2 separate regions of the Sus scrofa genome follow, and region 1 is linked to region 2. Evidence: chromatin contacts called from public HiChIP or PLAC-seq data. All regions are on one chromosome and are shown on one strand. Each heading gives the region's core, a stretch centred on a gene start, on an enhancer-like site or on the middle of the called end of the contact. The rest is flanking DNA. Distances are from core to core; before and after follow the strand shown.

Region 1 (2,944 bases), core at 129-2,628, 160 kb before region 2:
CAGCTCCGATTCGACCCCTAGCCCGGGAACCTCCATATGCCGCGGGAGCAGCCCAAAGAAATAGCAAAAAGACAAAAAAATAATAATAATAATGCGGCTGAGCCTGGCCAGGTGGACATGCGCTGTTGGCGTTTTGCCAGAACACGGAGAACACTGAAAAGAGTGACATCAACACAAAGGGGCAGTAAAGATGGTCAGAGGGTGGACCCCTGAGGCAAAATTCTTCCCTTGACATGACTCCCCCCACCTTTTTTTGGCTCCACCCCGCCTCTCTGTAAAGTATCAAATCCCAAAGGGCAGCTGAGCCTCCCAAAGCAGAACAGACACAGGTTATTATGATTTAACACTTCATGTTCACAGAACATTTGGTTTACTCCCTCGTTTTATGAGTAACATCAAAGTAAGGACTCATTTGTTTTGTAACATGGTCCAGAGGGGGACGCAGTTGAGGAGGCAGAACTCTAGGACTTAATTTGCAGCTCAGCTGTTGCTTCTGTGTGAATTTAAGGGAAATGCTTTTTTTGTGCCAAATTTTCCCCACCTGCAAAACTGAGATAACGATTCCTGCCTTGGATGAGACATTAAGAATTAATAACAATCGACTTGTCAACAAAAGCCACTACTTAGTTAAGCTCAGTGTTTTAGCAATTCTGTTTATCACGGATCTAAGCCTGCAAGTAAATTTTGCAGGCAAACTTCATCCACGGAAATGAGGACCAACTCAAATTTCAAAAACGCTAGCTGTTCTTCCCTCCCTAGGGGAACTGCCCACTTGGGGTTTTTTAGGGTACTTTTCTTTACCCTTTTAAAGTGTTACAGGGCGGGAACGGTGGCGGCAATCAGGCTCCATTCTCCACCCTTTGCACTCAGACGTGTGAAAACGCTGCTGCAAGGACCTAAGCATTTAAATGTTCTGACTCAGGCGTCTTTTAAATTCTTAGAGCTGTCTTTACACGCTGCACTGAACGTTAAATTGATTTTACAGGTATTTTCACAAGATGTGACCCTTAAAGGGCCCGAGATGAATCAAAATGCGGAGCGGGCTCTCTGGCGCCTACTTTTCTTCCGTCTGGGCGGCCAAGGATTCCCAAGGGCGAGCGCGGTCTCGGTGGCGGGAGACTGCGGACTGGCTGGATTGACCCTCCTAGCGTTCCTCCTCCCCGCAGCGCCGCCCGCTGACCCTCCGAGGCAAACCTGCACAGCATGCGGCAGCTGAAGCTCCAGAGGCGATGCCGAGGGGGCTGGAGTGGGCAGGCCAGTGGTGGCAACACCAGCCCCCCGCCCACGCCCGGGGTCCGGAACCTCTCCCTGCGGCCCAGCGCAGAGGCTAGGAGCTAGGCACCGGAGAACCTCGCGGGACCGTCGGGGGCGGGGATAATGCCGAAAGCGCGTCGGAGGGGCGGGGCCACGCTCTAGGCGGGAACGGCAGGCTCCGCCCCTCGCCGGGCGTGCAACCCCTTAGACCCCAACAGCCTGTGACCAGTTTTGAAGCAAGACGTCTTTGCTTCTTCTCCGGGTACCGTCCCCATGTCGAGGGCAAACGCTGAGAAGCTGGTAATAATTGCTAGCTCTTATTGAGGGCCCACGATGAGTCAGACACTATGTCAAGCCTTTGACTTGCCTCGCCTCGCCCCGCCCCCGTTTAGTTCTTAACAGCGTCTATGAGAAAGTCACTATCATACCCATTTTACAGAGGGGAAAACTAAGGCGCAAAGAGGTTAGGAGGCATGTTCAAGGTCGCAGCTGGCAGAATGTAAACCTGACCCAAGGGCCCTCTGAATTTTCCCAGACCGGCCGCCCATTCCAAGCCTGCCTGCAGGTCTCTTGCTCAAGTGCTGCCAGCCCTTCTACTTGGGCGGGCTTCCTCTCCAATTTCTTCCCTCATGCTTCTCCTCTGCCCTCTCCTTTACGTCTCTTTCATTAAAAATGTCTTTTTAAAAAATATATGGAGTTCCCGTCGCGGCTCAGTGGTTAACGAATCCAACTAGGAACCACGAGGTTGCCGGTTCAATCCCTGGCCTTGCTCAGCGGGTTAAGGATCCAGCATTGCCGTGAGCTGTGGTGTAGGTTGTAGACGCGGCTCGGATCCCGCGTTGCTGTGGCTCTGGCGTAGGCGGGCAGCTACAGCTCCAATTAGACCCCTAGCCTGGGAACCTCCATATGCTGCGGGAGCCACCCAAGAAATGGCAAGAAAAAAAAAAAAGTCAGTATAGACGTTTATTGTTTGCTTAACAAGAAGTGCAGAAGTGGGGGTCCTAAGCCTTTTTAGTAGCAACCTGGTATCAAAGTTGTTTGCAGGTCTCTTTGCAATCCCCTCGTGGTCACAAAGTGGCTTCAGAAGTCCCAGAAGTACATGATCTCAACAGCATCCCAAACAGGCAGTAAGAAGAAGAGCCTTCTTCTATGACAGGGAAGAAAGTCTTTCCTGGAAGCACCCAGCAGGCTTGCCCATACCTCTCATTGGCCTGACTGGGTCACCTGCCCACCTCTAGACCAATGAGCAGGATGTCTTCCATTTGGCCCCCCAGATCCACATCTGCTCTTCAACACCCTATGTGGAAAGGAAGGACTACCTAGGAAGTTTAGAGTTCTCATGTTCCCTGACTGGGTTCAGCCAATGGGGGAATCTCAGCAGGAGGTGGGAAGGAGAGAAAACAGTGATGGGAGGAAGACAGTTTCCTTGTCCCTGACTTCCTCTCTGGGCTTGACCTCAGGCTGACTATGGACTTTGACCAAATGTCATCACACCTCTCAAGGGGGTCCCCCTACCTCTCTCTGGGTTAACTTCACCCCATCCTTTTTGCAAAGTCAACCGGAATCCAGTCATTAGATGAATTATCAGTATTATTGTTATTATTTTTTAGTGCCATGGGTGCAGCATATGAAGTTCCCTGGCAAGGGGTCGAATGGGAGCTACAGCTGCCAGCCTATGCCACAGCCACAA
Region 2 (3,073 bases), core at 258-2,757:
CCCTCAGCTCCCCGCCCCTGGCGGCCTGCTCTTGGGGCGCCCTTTGGGATGCTCGGCTTGCTATCTCCCCCTGCCCTAGATCTGCCCTAGATCTGCCCTCTCTGATCTCCTCTGTCACCCACTCCTGCGTGGCCTCTCCTCCCTCCTCTGCTGTTTCCTTTTCCTTCCTCTGTAGTCAATGCCTCTTTTCTCTTCCCTTTTTTCCCCTCTCTCCCTGGGGTGACTCAGGGAGGGGCAGGGCGCACCCCGGAGGGAGGGATGCAGGCCTTAGAGAAATGGGGGCCCTGGCCTGTTTCGCAGTAGGGGGGCACTCTGGTCAGGCTTGAGCCAGGGTTCTGAGATGCCCAGAAGCTGATGCTTCTGGGAAGAGGCCTCCCCCTCTCATTCGAGTCCGGGAGATTCTGGAATCCCCGTTGAGGGCAACCCCTCACTCTGAGTGTCCTCCTCCCTCCGACTTCCAAAAAGTCCTGTGCAGAATGAGTGCCCCGTCAGAACGAACAGAGAAAACCCTCTCCCAGTGCCGACCCCCAGCCTGATCTGAGCTCCTCCCTTGACACGCCTCCCTCTCAGTCCCCCCCACCTCCCAGGGCTGGGCTCCACCTACCCCCAGGGCCGCTCAGTTCCTTTTGTAGCCCCACCTCTCTGAGCCACTCTCCGGGGTGCAGGCCAAGGGGTGTTGTTTGAGGGGTCTAGGAAGTAGTTATCAGCCTGGGACTAAGCCTTATACGAGGCCCCGTCTCATGATGCAGAGGAGGCTCTTTTGCTAGGTTTTTGCACCGGCTCTGTGCAAGAGCCCAAGCCCTCACGTGTTTCCAGCCTGGGCCAGCGCTAGCAGCCTGGCATGGGCTGTGACTGCCCAGGCTTGGCTGAGGCACCTGCTCAGGGCTTAGGCCCTGTGCTCCAGGGCCCAGCAGGCTGCTGCCCCAGGAACTGGCAGCTACATTCCTCTCGTGGTTCCAGCGTCCGGCCTGCACTGCCAGAGCTTCAGGCTGGCGCTCTGCCCTCCTTGGGTCCTGAGGGCTCTGCCCGCTTCCTGTGCCTGGGCCGCAGGGCTCAGGCGCTCGCTGCAGCTCGGTTTGCTGTTTTTCCTTCTGCATGGCCGTTCTCTGACCTCTATGCGTGTCTCTTGGGTCCACTTCCTCTTGTGAGGGTTGAGAAGCCTTCTCTTTTGTCATCACCTCTTCCTGGGGCTCTGTTTCAGGGTCTCCAGGAGAAGCCCATGGCTCGCTCTGCACTTTTGGTCTCAGGCTGGGCCCCCTCTCTCTTCCCTTTTCTCTTTCCTCTGGGAACTCCCCACTCCCTCCTGTCAGAGGCACTTGCTGTGGCCCTGCTTTTACCTGTTGTATCTGCAAAAGGGACTCTGGGTGCGGTGCAAAGGAAAGGACATGTGGAAATATGTTACTGGATCTTTGTCACCAGCAAATTCTGTCCGTGCCCTGTGGAGGCCAGAAGGTTTAATAAGTCAGGCACACCAAGGGTCAGGCCATAAGGGGGCAAATGCGGAGCAGCTACATGTGGCACTAAATGCTAAAAAAAGTAGGCAGGAATTCCCATTGTGGCTCAGCAGGTTAAGAATCCGACTACTGGAGTTCCTGTCGTGGCGCAGTGGTTAATGAATCCGACTAGGAACCATGAGGTTGTGGGTTCGGTCCCTGCCCTTGCTCAGTGGGTTAACGATCCGGCGTTGCCATGAGCTGTGGTGTAGGTTGCAGACGTGCGTGGCTCGGATCCCACGTTGCTGTGGCTCTGGTGTAGGCCGGTGGCTACAGCTCCGATTGGACCCCTAGCCTGGGAACCTCCATATGGCGTGGGAGCGGCCCAAGAAATAGCAAAAAGACCAAAAAAAAAAAAGAATCCGACTACAGTCCATGAGAATGTGGATTCGATTCTTGGTCTCGCTCAGTGGGTTAAGGATCCAGCATTGCTGTGAACTGTGGTGTAGTTTGCAGATGTGGGTCAGATCTGGTGTCGCTGTGGCTCTGGTGTAGGCCGTCGGCTACAGCTCTGATTAGACCTCTAGCCTGGGAACCTCCATATGCTGTGGGTGTGGCCCTGAAAAACAAAAAGCAAATAAATAAAGATAACGTAGGCAGCCTGAGACAGGGCTCCCTGCAAATCAGGCAAGCTACCCCTCTACTTAGCATCCCCTCCCTCCACCTCCCCCAGGAGCTTGCTTGCTTGCTTGCTTGCTTGCTTTCTCTCTCTCTTTCTTTCTTTTTTCTTTCTTTCTTTTTTTTTTTTTTTTTTTTTTTGTCTTTTTGCCATTTCTTGGGCCACTCCCACAGCAATATGGAGGTTCCCAGGCCAGGGATCCAATCAGAGCTGTAGCCACTGGCCTATGCCACAGCCACAGCAATGCCAGATCTGAGCCGCGTCTGTGACCTACACCACAGCTCATGGCAACAATGGGTCCTTAATCCACTGAGCAAGGCCAGGGATCGAACCCTCGTCCTCATGGATATTTGTCATGTTCGTTAACCACTGAGCCACGACAGGAACTCCCCCAGGAGCTTTCTGTGTACAGTCTGAGGTACTTTCTCTGAAGGTCCCGAGCTGGCATGGGGAGATCTGCTTGCATCCAAGAGACAGAGCTCAGGTACCCAGATGGGGGAGATTTCTGCCTTCTCTCCATTTCAAAGGACCCTGTGACAAACAGGTCTCAGAGCTGAGCTGCTTCAGTTTGGCAGCAGTGTCTCATTTAACCACCAGGTGGTAATATTCGTCCAAAATTCAGGACTTGAGGGGCTGCTGCAGTCAGGAATCAGGTAGCCGGCAGAGGGCAGCTTCCCACAGCCCTGGCAAGGGCCAGACGCCTGGAAGGAGGAAGAGGAAACATGGCTGAGATGGGGCTCGCAGTGCAGTTGCAGGAAGAGCGTGCAGGCAGAGAAGACTGGGGCCAGGCCCTTGTCTTCATGAGGAGAAATGACACCCCAAATAGTGACGATAGTTAAGGCCTTGCCATTTCTGGTGTTATGCTTTTTCGATTACTGAAACATACGCTTTTCCTTGCAGACCATTTGCCTGTGAATTAAATAGGAAAGTAAGCAAGACAGATGGTATTTTTATCCCTGCT

The links. HiChIP or PLAC-seq counts read pairs in DNA pulled down with a chosen protein or histone mark.
Region 1: an H3K27ac HiChIP or PLAC-seq map of alveolar macrophages shows a contact between it and region 2. The contact joins the promoter of HAUS4 here to the promoter of CEBPE in region 2. A contact is called at or near these places in 5 of 47 Hi-C or Micro-C datasets (blood, fetal heart ventricle, heart right ventricle and 2 more) and 1 of 2 datasets of contacts at active chromatin or transcription factors (alveolar macrophages).

The regions. Positions count from the first base shown.
Region 1 is chr7:76,084,214-76,087,157 of Sscrofa11.1, reverse strand. HAUS4 (HAUS augmin like complex subunit 4) reads right to left here and starts at 1,378. Exons shown (of 9, transcript NM_001244156.1): 1 at 1,195-1,378.
Region 2 is chr7:75,925,086-75,928,158 of Sscrofa11.1, reverse strand. CEBPE (CCAAT/enhancer-binding protein epsilon) reads right to left here and starts at 1,507. Exons shown (of 2, transcript XM_001924414.4): 1 at 1-1,507.